Regions from separate parts of the Mus musculus genome. Here region 2 is linked to region 1. A link is a contact called in public promoter capture Hi-C data. All regions are on one chromosome and are shown on one strand. The core of a region is the stretch at or near the end of the contact, and the rest is flanking DNA. Distances in the headings are between cores, read along the strand shown. Region 1 holds the start of Tdrkh (tudor and KH domain containing protein). Region 2 has its middle 16 kb from the start of Gm40094.

What was found. Promoter capture Hi-C pulls out the DNA fragments that hold promoters and counts their contacts.
Region 2: a promoter capture Hi-C map of the HPC-7 cell line shows a contact between it and region 1. The contact joins the enhancer-like site here to the promoter of Tdrkh in region 1. A contact is called at or near these places in 16 of 39 promoter capture datasets (the 3T3-L1 cell line, 3T3-L1-derived adipocytes, the C10 cell line and 10 more), 2 of 115 datasets of contacts at active chromatin or transcription factors (craniofacial prominence and pancreatic cancer cells) and 1 of 9 other capture datasets (embryonic stem cells).

Annotation. Positions count from the first base shown.
Region 1 is chr3:94,411,820-94,417,984 of GRCm38.p6, forward strand. It overlaps Tdrkh (tudor and KH domain containing protein), which reads left to right and starts at 1,425. Exons shown (of 14, transcript NM_001357711.1): 1 at 1,425-1,543. 1700040D17Rik (RIKEN cDNA 1700040D17 gene) reads right to left here and starts at 1,136. Exons shown (of 2, transcript NR_152121.1): 1 at 875-1,136.
Region 2 is chr3:94,801,962-94,808,297 of GRCm38.p6, forward strand. No RefSeq gene overlaps it. Among named protein-coding and RNA genes, the nearest start is that of Gm40094, 16 kb to the right of the region's middle. Within about 2 kb of position 2,405, at least 58 of the 459 cell types and tissues checked have an H3K27ac peak or open chromatin away from gene starts, as enhancers often do. A contact at or near this core is called in 3T3-L1-derived adipocytes and pancreatic cancer cells, where this site is marked.

The DNA.
Region 1 (6,165 bases), core at 175-2,674:
TCTCAAAACAACAAAACAAAACTGGTCCACCCAAAGAGTTCCAAGCCATCCACGACTATATAGAGATACTGTGTCTTATAAGTAAAAAAAAAAAAAAATTAAAGTGCAAAGTGAAGTATGCTTAAAAGTAAACATGTTAAAAGTTCTGGTTAAATACATCTTCTATATCCCTGTCATATCTTGAGATTTAACTAAGAGTCAGAAAGGTAGTTGCTTTGAAACACTAACATATATAAAAAGGAAGTTATAAAATTATATCTATAGCATGTTTTCAGCTGTGCAAAAATACATTTACGTGTATTTTAAGTGTGGGATGAAAAATTTCCCAAGAAACTGGTTGTACTGGTTGCCTCTGAAGGGACATTTTCTTCAATAACCTTTTGTTACTTGTGAATCTTCTTGAAAGTGCATGTATTATTTACCCAAATATATATTTTGGATGACTAGAAGGCGAGCATGTTTGCAAGCCCAGCTACTCAAGAGCCTAAGGGAACAAAATTTGAGAACAGCCTGGACAACATAGCAACATATAACAGTAGTAGTGGTAATAATAATAATAATAGGAAATTGACCCAAAGACATCTGGGTCAGACACAATGCTAGCTATGTTCACTCAACAAATGTTTAATGAGTATTCATCATGTGCCAGCACAAAACATCTCCTGGAGACTCGGAGCGACTGTGCCCTCGCCTCAAAGTGAAGGTGGTAGCAGGGCCAACCGTTCCTAACGGTTCGGGAACGACCCAGACGGCGGCTGGAATTCAGTTTTTCAAGCAAACCGCTGCCTGCCAAATCCTCCCCCTTCCACAGGTCCACGGCCCCGGGGCAAGGCAGGGGGCCCCTGCTGGCGCGCTCCTCCCATAGCTGCCTTACCCAGGTGGTGGCCACGGTGACTTTCGGTCCACGTGGCGTGTGCAGCGCCCGCCCCCATTTCACTCCTTTAACATAGTTGCTTTCCTGTCCCCTGGCTAAGATGGGGGTAGGGGGTCCATCCAGGCAGAAATTCTTAACAGATAAAGTGGCGCCGCAATCAGGAGGTGGCTTCCCCCAAGGCCGCTGGCCGCGGAATGACTCCGTAGGCCTCGGGACACCCACGAGTGACCCAATCCCCCGACCCTCGGAGCGCCAAAGTCCCTCGCGGCTTAAAGCAGCACAACCTCCTAGAGGAGGACCGAGGACTCCAGAAGCCTCTAATTGGCTGTTTAATTCTCAGCAGGTGCGAGCTCCATTAAAAGCATCGGCTTCCCCGGGCTCTAACTGGCTGTGGACGTGGGCGGGCTTGGATTTTCATCCGGGTAATTGGACTTGAGCGCGCACCAGCCACGTCGCTCACGGCAGTCCGCAGAAGGATTGGCTGCGGCGGAGGAGCGCGATTGGTCAGACTTCAAAGTGAGCGTTGATTGGTGAGGATGCGCTGCGGGGGCGGAACAAGCGGCTGCTGAAAAGCGACCCGCTAGGCGGCTGCGCTGAGGGAGCGACAGGGCGGCGGCGGCGGGGGTGAGGTGCGAGGCGAAGCGCAGAGCGCGCAACTCTGGAGGAGCGGTAAAGGCAGGGCGCGAGAGGGAAGTTTGGGGTGTGGGAGAAGCAGAGCGGTAGGGACCCTGGCAATTGGAAGACCGAAGCGCGGGACTGAGGGTCGGGAGGCGTGGGACACTTGGGGGCTAGGAGTGAGGCCCTCGCGGATCACCGCGTGGGGCAGCTGTGCTGGGAGCTAATAACCAGACTCAGATCAGGGGCTCTGGGCCGGGGAGCTAGGCCCCCAGGATTGATAGGACGTTCACCACAACTCAGCACTCCTAAGCCGGCTCTCTTTGAAACGAGGGACCTTTTATTAATTTGCCTTTTACCTTCCTCAACTTAGTCCAGTGACTGTTTGTAGCTGCAGGGTGTTTTGTTGCAAGGTGTTTTGTTTTCTTTTAGTGGCGGAGCCTGTGACAGTCAGCTGGTTTTGAACTCAAAATCCTCCAGCCCTTGCCTCTGAAGTGGTGGAAGTACAGTACAGGCCAGCACCAGAACGCTCTAGATTGGATTGATTGTCTATCAATCTTCCTTTCTCAAATTTACTTGTAATATCTGGTTAGATTTGCCTGTTGGTTGGTTGGTTGGTTTTTGTTTTTGTTTTTGTTTTTTTAAGGTTTATATATTTTATATATGTGAGTGCATCGCTGCTGTCTTCAGACACACCAGAAGAGGGCGTCAGATCCCATTACAGATGGTTGTGAGCCACCATGTGGTTGCTGGGAGTTGAACTCAGAACCTCTGGTAGAGCAGTCAGTGCTCTTAACCGCTTAGCCATCTCTCCAGCTGATTGGTTGGTTTTTGAGACATCTCTTGTAGTTAACCCAGACTGGTCAAGAACTTGTCCTGTAGCCATCCTTAAACTGCTGATCCTTCTACCTCCACCTTTCAGGTACTGGTATTTGGGAGATTGGACACCTGGCTTCCTTACCATCACCACTCCCAAACAGGATTTCATGTCACCCACAGTGGCCTTGTACTTGTTATGAATGAATTTAGGCTCTAGTTCTTTCTGTCTCCACCTCCTCTCTGTTGGGGTTATATGCATGTGTTGTCACACCAGGCTCAGACCGCTTTGGTGTTTTAAGTAAAATCCTGGTTGGTTTGCCTGATTTGAGTTCACTAGCCTATCCCTTATGATATTATCCCTTAGTAACACACTTAGCACAAATTTACTTGTAATATCTGGTTAGATTTGCCTGTTGGTTCAAATGGATATCACCCAGCAAACCTGTCCTCGTCACAGGCATTTACCCTGTGACATATACTCCGTCCACAAAAATCAGTGTTTTCTGGCATACCATCTACCAGGTGTCCCATTCAGAAACTTTATAACTAACTCCTTTACTTTGCCCTCTACCTTACCATAAATCAATTGCTAGGTCTTCAGTATTTGTACTACCAATTCATGCTCTGGTTTTTCTATTATGGATACATGCACTAGATATCTATTGGTCTGTTACTACTACTTTCAGTTCATTCTCATAACAGACAGAGTCATTAATCAAGAATTACAGGGGCCAATAAGATGGTTAATGCAACAAAGGGAAACTTGATGAAGTCAATCATCAAAAATGACGATTGAGACTAAGAGAGAACCAACTCCACAGAACTGTCCACTGACCATCACACTTCTGTCTTGACACACAGTTGTCAAGACAACTGATTCCCAAATGTCCTCCAACCTCTGTATTCATGCCAGGACACTTACTTGCATGGACATAAATAAATGTGATTAAAAAGCAGCCTGACATGTGCTGAGAATGTAAGTTTGGGACACTGTGAAAGTCAGGATTTAGGAAATTTGGATGCAGATTCAGAAAAATATCAGATATTCTTAACTATGATTCTGATAGTTTCAAAACTGAAAAACTAGTGCTATGGGCTTCTATAAAGAGACACTAATGACTGACCTTCAGAACAGTTATTTCCCTTGCATATTCTAAAACTGGTGGACTAGTTATCTTAAGGAAAATCTTTTTATATTTCTAAGCCCCAGTTTCCTCAGTTTTAACATGAATGGAACAAAAGAATCTTTTAAGATCCAGCCCAGTTCTAAAATTGATTTCTACGCCATATAACATGAATTATGAGATCAAATGTAGCATAAAATAAGAACATGAAAATACATCGAGCTGGACTTACTTTGATTTTCCTCTAGGGTATGCACGCCTCCCTTGTCATCCAAAAAGTTCCTTGAAAACAGCTAAGTTTTTCTTGTCTACTATGTTCTCAGAACCAAGTCTATATTGGAACTCTATTAATTTGAGTAAATTGGCAAGAGATAAATATACAGTATCTTTTTCTCTGAGATTAACTTACTTTTATTTATATATGTGTGTGGATGACTGTGGAGGCCAGAAAAGGGTGTCAGATCTCCTGGAGTTGGAGTTACCTGATGTGGGTGTGGGGATCAAATTGGGGACCTCTATAAGACCAGATGCAAATGTTTGTGCAAGATTCTGTGGTTGTTGTGGGGGTGCTGCAGCTTGGGACCTTAAGACACAGACTTGGGATCCTACTATTAAGCTACACTTCCAGATGCAAATTGTAATACCAGTAGAAAAATAAAAATCCATCTCTAATACCAGTTTATATTCGCTCCTGGCAATGAGATTTCCATACTAGTCTCTTCTCTCTCTTGATTTTTTTTTAATCTAGGTTTTTAGGGGGAGCACATTTATATCAGTTTTATTGCAGAGTAGGTTCTGTATTGATGAGTATGTTATTAACCTTACTTAGAACAAAAGTTATTTTTTGAAGTTGAAGACATTTTAATTTTATATGTGCACACACCTATATGCATGTTCATATGTTCATGGGCACATATGTATGTGTAGATGCTAGAGCTTGTGAAAGCCTAAAGTTGACACTCAAGTGTCTTCCTCAATTTCTCTGTTTTATTTATTGAGACAGGTTCCCTCATTAAACCCACCAATTTTGTCTAGTCTAGTTGGCCAGTTAACCCTAGGGATCCAGTCTTTGCCTCTGAGGCATAGGATTGAAGATAGCCACTACTTGAGATCACATGGGTTCTGAGAATCCAGACTCTGGTCCTTGGGCTTATAGCATTTCCCCAACCCAGTACTTTTATTATTATCTGGGTTGAATTTTTATACCTGGATGCAAATTATAACAAACTATATTTACTCATTCTTAAGCAGTTTTCATTAAAAACTACATTTTGGCCTGGTATAGTGGTTTACATACATGCCTATAATTCAAGCACCTGGAGGCAGAGGCATATGGATCTCTTGAGTTTTAGGGCAACCTGGTTTACATAGTGAATTCCAGACCAGCCAAGACTATATAGTGAGACCCCTGTCTCAAAACATGCACACACACTATGGTTGAGTTTAGTTTTAAGGTGGAGCCTCCCTGTGTAGCCCTGGCTGATATTCAACTGGCAGTCATTCTGGCTCAGACTCCCAAGTGTTAGGATTGTAGGAGTATGTCACCTTGCCTGGACACATTATATTCTGTACTACTATATCATAATACCTAGAATGACATTGTTTAATTTTTATCATCTATAATGTTTTCTGCAAGTGGTTATTAATTTTTTGTTTTTTTCGAGACAGGGTTTCTCTGCGTAGCCCTGGCTGTCCTGGAACTCAACTTTGTAGACCAGGCTGGCCTCGAACTCAGAAATCCGCCTGCCTCTGCCTCCCGAGTGCTGGGATTAAAGGTGTGTGCCACCACGCCCAGATGGTTATTAATTTTTGGATTGAAATTGATCAAAATAAAGAATTATATACTATTACCCTGAAAGTTTAAGTAAAAGGAAAGTTAAGAATCTTCTGAAATCACTTAAGACTTTTCATGAGCAAATAACAACTCAACTTTAGGTGATAGGTTAAATAAACTTTTCAGGTAGATGTGTACCTTTGTAAAAATGAGGTTATTATTTCCTACCTTAAAGGTTATATTAATATTGAATAATGTATGTAAAGTGACTGAGACAGTAGATCCTCAGCACATTTATTTTTTAATCTTTGTGTTCCTAGTACCACAGTAATATCTAGCACATGGCAGTGCTTAATGTGCTTAAACTGCACTAGTAAAGCTAGTAGTTTAGAGGAAGCAGGATAACAGACAAATACTATAGATGGGGCCTACATCAGTCAATACTGGGAACCCCTGAGGCTTCAGAGAGGTAATATTAAAGATGAGACTTGAAAGAATAGAACTTTGATAGGGACACTGGTGAGGCTAAAAAGACACAGGTGCGTGTCAGAGAGATATATGGAAGTAGATCCTATTTTCATAGCAAATACAGAGTAAGAATATGAGGCTATGAAGATGTCAAACAAAGATCAGACCACAACCTATCTTTCATTTCATTAAGGAATTTACACTTAAGCAGCTGAGAGCCACATAAAATTTTTTAAAAATTGTATTCATTCAAAAAATGTTGGTTGGTTATTGTATGCTAAGCACTGAAGAAGGAAAGAAAATGTGTACCCTTAAGGAATTTACATTATTATGTAGAGATGAGAAATAATCTTGCAAGTTATCAAATAATTTTTAATCAGCAATATGGAAAACTACTGGAATGTTTTGAGAGGAAACATTACTTGAAGCTTTCTAGCTTTGAGGATAAGCTGAAAGGATGATGGCAAATATGGTGATATTATTAAGCAATT
Region 2 (6,336 bases), core at 1,155-3,654, 390 kb after region 1:
TAGAGCTCAGTTTATCCTCCACAATCATGAATGAGCTACATAAAGCTCACCACTCCAGTGTACAAAGTAAATATTGACTTATTACCCACCTCCTCAGGCAGCTGAAACTCTCAAGACTTTGAATTTCAAGTCAAAACCGAGAAGCAGTAGGGCATGCCTAATCCCAGCTTTCAGGAGACTGAGGCAGGAGGATTGGTACAAGTGTGAGATTAGGCTGACCTACAGCATGAGACCCTACTTCAAAAACCAAAGTAAGCAACAATGCAAAAAGTTAAGGCGCTCAGCTGCCAAACCTGATGACCTCAGTTGGACGGCCTGAGTTTGATCCCTAGGACCCACACAGTGGAAGGAGAGAACCAACACCTACAGCTTGTCCTCTGCCCTTCACATGTATGTGGTGGCATATCTCCTCCCACAAATAAATACACAAGTGCATGACCTAACCCCCTGCCCCTTTAATAGGAGAGCTTTTTGTTTTGGGGTGTGCAAGAGCAGCCAGGCTGGAGTGGAGAAATGGCTCAACCGTTAGGAACACTAGCTGCTGCTGCTTCTTCTTCTTCTTCTTCTTCTTCTTCTTCTTCTTCTTCTTCTTCTTCTTCTTCTTCTTCTTCTTCTTCTTCTTCTTCTCCCCCCCCCTCCTCCTCCTTTTTGTTTTGTTTTTTTGAGACAGGGTATAGCCCTGGCTGTCCTGGAACTCACTCTGTAGACCAGGCTGACGTCGAACTCAAATCCGCCTGCCTCTGCCTCCCAAGTGCTGGGATTAAAGGTGTGCACTCCCACTGCTCAGTCTGGAACACTGACTTCTCTTGCAGAGGACCTGAGTACAGTTTTTACCACAACTGCAATACACCATCATCTGTAACTCCAGTTCCAAAGGATCTGATGTGCTCTTCTGGCCTCTGGCTTCTTTGGGCACTTCATTGTATGTGATGTACAGACATATCACATACACAATAAATCTAGGAGAAGGAGAAAAGAAAGGAGGAGGAGAAGAAAAGGAAGAAGAGGAAGAGGAAGAGGAAGAAGGAAGAAGAAGAAGAAGAAGAAGAAGAAGAAGAAGAAGAAGAAGAAGAAGAAGGAAGAAGAAGAAGAAGAAGAAGAAGAAGAAGAAGAAGAAGAAGAAGAAGAAGAAGAAGAAGAAGAAGAAGAACCACCACCTCAACCAACTTGTCTCTAGGATTTGAAACAGAACCCAGAAGTGTTTGTGTTTGTGGTCTGTTATCAAACCCCAAAGACTGCAATGATGGAGACCCAACCAGGAGTTGTTAAAGCTTGGCCACTGGTGATTAAATTTGGGGAGAAGATTTCCAACACTCTTCAGAAAGTCCTGTGAAGCTTTCCTCTGTGGAGTTCTGATTGCTTGCTACATTCTAGATGCAGAGAAACTGGGAACTGGGGCCTGGATTCTTCTAGAAAGTGGGTGGGCCACCCTGGTCTTTCACATCCTATAGCACACCTAGAGCAATGGAGTCCTGGGACAGCAGAAAGGGATGCAGAGTTTCCGGCTTTCCCAGGAGAAAGTCATCCCTTCCTTGGGCTGTAACCAGGAGGGTTTTCTGCAGATTCAAGACAAAGACCAGTTAAATAAAAATAACAAAAAGTTTGCAAAAGTTCTCAACCCCACTAACAAAATACTTTTCTCCTTTGGTTCTCAGAAAAGGGAGAGGTTCTTATCCTAGAATGTCTAGAAATTCCACAATGGCGTGCTTTATGTCTTGTCTCTCTGGGCTTTCCTTTGTTTTCCCTGAAAATAATCTCTTGATTTTAGAGCTATGATGTAGTTTAGAGGTAGAGCACTGTGTATCGTGGGAGAGGCCCTGGCTTTCTTCCTTTGCACCAGAACGGGGATAAAAAAAATCTTATTTCAAAACAAATTTATTTGAGTACAAACATGAATTAGATGAATTTTATATACAAATAAGCATATATAAATTAAATATCTAAGTTGTGTGATTTAAAATTTTTACTGGGAATTTTTTTTCTTTTTGGAAAATAGCTTATTAAAGTATGTTTGACAAATGGTACAGCTTCAAATGTAAAGTGTACTGTGGGAAAGTTCCCATGTGTGTATACATCTATGGAATCCCTCCTACAGGCAAGATAGCAATTGTAGAATTTGGAGGTACAGGGTGGATCTGTTTTCCCTGAGTTTTGACCTCTTATTAGCTCACAAATTTGTACTATGAGTAATGAAACAAGATGAGTCACTTACAAAAAAAAAAAAAATTCTGCGAAAGTAGTCAGGAAAGAAAACTAACGTGCTACCCACCCGCTTGGCAGGTGCTCACTAGCTCATTAACAGCAATCTTGTCACTACACGGTTGGCTCTCTCTCTTCACTGAACACAGGGCTCAGCGGGAATGCAGAGGGCTGAGCTCAGTGGGGATTCTGGGCCAGCTAGCAGCGGCTACTCAGTGTGGAAGCTGGAGAGATTCCTGCCCTTGGCTCCCCAGTAGCTCTGCTTCTTGCTTGAGGTTATTAGGCGTGAGGTCTTTGCTATTTCAACATTCCCCGTGGCGAGGAGAAAACAGGAGCTCCTTTGTCCTGCCGGCCTATCCTTCTAGCATCTAGATTGAAGTCCTGTTCTTCGCCACGATTCAGCCGTATTTAATAAATTGCTGCTACCTGGTGCCACACTGTTTCAGGCTCAGGGTGTGGAGCAGAAGTCAAAACAGTGCGTTTCGCCCGCCTGAATTAAGTTCTTGTGCTTCTTTCTGTGAGGAAACTAAAAGTTAGACTCTTGATGCTGCCCGTCGGTAACTTGTGGGTTATTCCCACCTGTGTATCCTCTTTTCTCCTTGCCTTTGCCACTGCTGCGGGCTCTATAATCTTCACCAGGCCCATGACCTCCCCTGAACTGGGTGTTTCTTCCCTGTTCCCTAACCGTGGGGAAGGTCTTTCCTCTGTCCCTGGCTCCTCTCCCTCAGGGGTTCATTCACGTTCATACTTTCTACTTTGGCTTCTAAATCAAGACAACTCTGTCAATCCTGGCCTCTCATCCATAAACCAAGTCTGTCTCCCACTTTCTCCGGGTCTCTGCGCCTGCCTGTCTCATCTCTGATTAGGGCACAAAGTAGGTGCACGGGCTTCCCCAGCGTGTCACCTCTCTAACCCAGAGTTCTTGTCTCCACTTCTCACAGCCCTCAATCACCCAAATGTGAGGAGTGACTCTTTGCTTGGAATTATACCAGAGACTACCAATTAGGAAACCCAGATGGGCACTGTGGCTCACATCTGTAATACCAGAGGACAGCTGTGAATTAGAGCAGCCTGGGCTACTGAGTGGAGTCAGAGGGCCTGGGGAATTGGTTCTGTTGTTCATGCTGCTTCTCAGGCTCACTTCTTAGAACCATATGGAAGCTCACAACCTAGAGTCTGGGACTCCAGTTCCAGGGGACCTGATGCCCTCTTCTGACTGATTTCCCAGGGGATCAAGCACATACATGGCATACATACATACATACATACAGGCACACACGCACACACACTATATCTATATCTATATCTATATCTATATCTATATCTATATCTATATCTATATCTATCTATATCTATATCTATATAGTGTGTGTATGTGTGTATATGTATATATATAGTGTATGTATATATGTATGTATATATATATATATATATATGCAGATATACACACAGGCAAAACATGCATATAATAAAGTAAATAAAATCTAAAGTAAAATCTAATAACAAAATCAACTATAATAATAAGATGGCAAAGGCCTATGAGTTCACCAGAATAGATTTATCAGCTGACAACATAGATTTAGCCACTCATTCAGTTCACGTTTATAAAGTACCCACCACAGTTCCATCTGATTCAGTGCCCTCTTGTGGTCTCTGAAGGCACCAGGCACGCATGTGGTGCACAAGCATACATGAAAGTAAAACACCATAAATATCAAACAAAAAATGATGGTATTAATAATAAAAACCAAGCCAGTGCTGAAAAGATGGCTCAGTGATTAAAAGGGCTTGCTGCTCAATCATGAGGAAGGAATTTGGGTCCCAGTACCTACATTTAGCAGCTCACAGACTGCCTGTAACTACAGATACCTCATCTGGCTTCTAAAGGCACCTACATGCATATGCATTCTTACCCCCAACCCCTGACACACACATGCACAAATAAAATCAAAATAAATTTTAAAATCAAAGGAAAAAAAAACCAAACAAACCTAGTACCTATCCCAAATATGAAACATCTAAAACAAATACTTAAGTGCAGCGCAACTTGATGGACTATGCGGAGTGGGCCCAGCCTTCAGCAAGGTCCGCTGGGAAATAACACTGGACTTTGGAGAAGATTGGTCACTGCTAGGCTTAGGTCAGATTGTGCAGGGAACAAAAAGAGTTAAGACGGGAATCTCTGAGAACCTAGAGAAGAGGGAGGAGGCAGGAGGCAGCAAGGGCTAGCAGCTTGGATTCCAGCTCTGGCTGACTCTGTCCTGGACAGGGCTGGTACAGAAGGAGTCTCACTCTGACCACTCAGCAAGATGATCAGAAATGACAGCTGTGCACAAGCAGCAGAAAGTCCTCTGCTACAACCGAGCAGCTGAAACAAATATGAATAAGTAAAATGAAAAATATATATAATGTCCTGGATAGGATCCTGGAACAGAAAGAAGACACTAAATTAGAAATGAAGGAGGCTGGAGAGATGCCTCAGGGGCTGACATGACAGCACTGGGTGCTTGCTCTTCTAGAGGACCAGGGTTCAATTCCTAGCACCTACACAAGGCTCAAAACTGTAAGTCCAGTCTCGGGTGTGCAGCGCTGCCTTCTGGTCTCCACAGGCACAAGGCCACAAGTGATGCATTGACATGCATGCAAGCAAAACACCCACACACATAATTTAAAGAAACTAAGAAAAGAAAAAGTTTGTCCTTTAGCTAGTAGCAGTAATCGTTATAAATATGTCATACTACTAATATTAAGATATAAAGAATTGGAAAACTGAGCAGGGCATGGTGGTACACGCTGTAATACCAGTATCTGAGAGGCCAAGGAAGGAGAATTTTCATAAATTCAGGGCAAGATTGAGCTAAATAATGAGGCCTTGTCAAAAGAACACACACCACTAAATGATAATAACCTTGGCATGGTGGCAAACACCTATAATCTCAGCACTTGGAAGGTAGAGGAAAGACAACCAGGAGTTCAAGGCCATCCTTGGTTACACAGAAAGTTTGAGGCCAGCCTGGGCTACCTGTTCTAGTTCCTAATGAAATCTTGATTGTGATAGTTTGGCATGCTAAGCTCTAGGGGAAGGGCCTGTCACTATGTGAATTCCGGGTTGGGGAGGCTAATCAAGGCACTGCTGTTGTCGAGTCCACTGGCGCTCAATGGCAGAACAGCTTCTTATGCACAAGGCCTTGGGTCCAGTCTCTGGCACCAGCACCAACTACAGACAGGAATCTAATGGAAAGATGAACAAAGGAAAGAAACAAGACGCATTTTGTTCCTACTCGTAGTTTCACAAAAAGAACACAGCCAACACAAAACAGAGGAAAGCCCTCTGCTTCACACATAATCAAACAGATGCGAATCAGAGCAACTCCAAGACCTCATTGCTTTGTCTATCAGGTTGGCAGGGTTTCACTGCTGTTCTGTCTGTTTGTTTGTTTGTTTTGTTTTCAGGTTGGGAAACGCCGGGCACTAGCACACTGTGAGAAAAACAGGCATCCTCAAGTGTTCCTGGTAGGAGTGAAGAGTCTCAGTCTTTTTGGTGACCAACCATCCAATAACCGTCATTTGAAAATACAATTATATTTTGACTCACTGACAAATCCCATTGCTACAGCAGTGGACGAGTATAATTTTGAGGTCTGCCAAAGTGCATGCTGTGTATAAACATACATAGTCCTTTTAGCATTTCTTTTCTCCTTTTCCTTTTTTTAAGAAAAGATTTATTTTTATTTTATGCGTATAGGTGTTTTGCCTGCATGTATGTCTATGTACCATGTGCGTACCAGTTGCTCATGGAAGTCAGAAAAACAGCATCAAATTCCCTGGTACTAGAGTTATAGACAGTTGTGAGCAGCCATGTGGGTGATAGGAACTGAACCTGGGTTGTTAAAAGAGCAACCAAGAGCAACCGATGCTCTTAACTGCTTAGCCATCTCTCCAGCCTCCCCTCCCCCACCTTTTTTAAATGGCATGTCTCTATATGGTGCTGGCTGCATATACAAGACTGCCTTGAGCCTACACTGGTCTTCCTGTCTACCTCTAAAGTACGGGGATTACAAAGTGTTTGCTACCATGCCCAGATCAATAATTTCTAAAACTCCAAAAATTTTCACATAAAGTAAGGGTCATAATAGG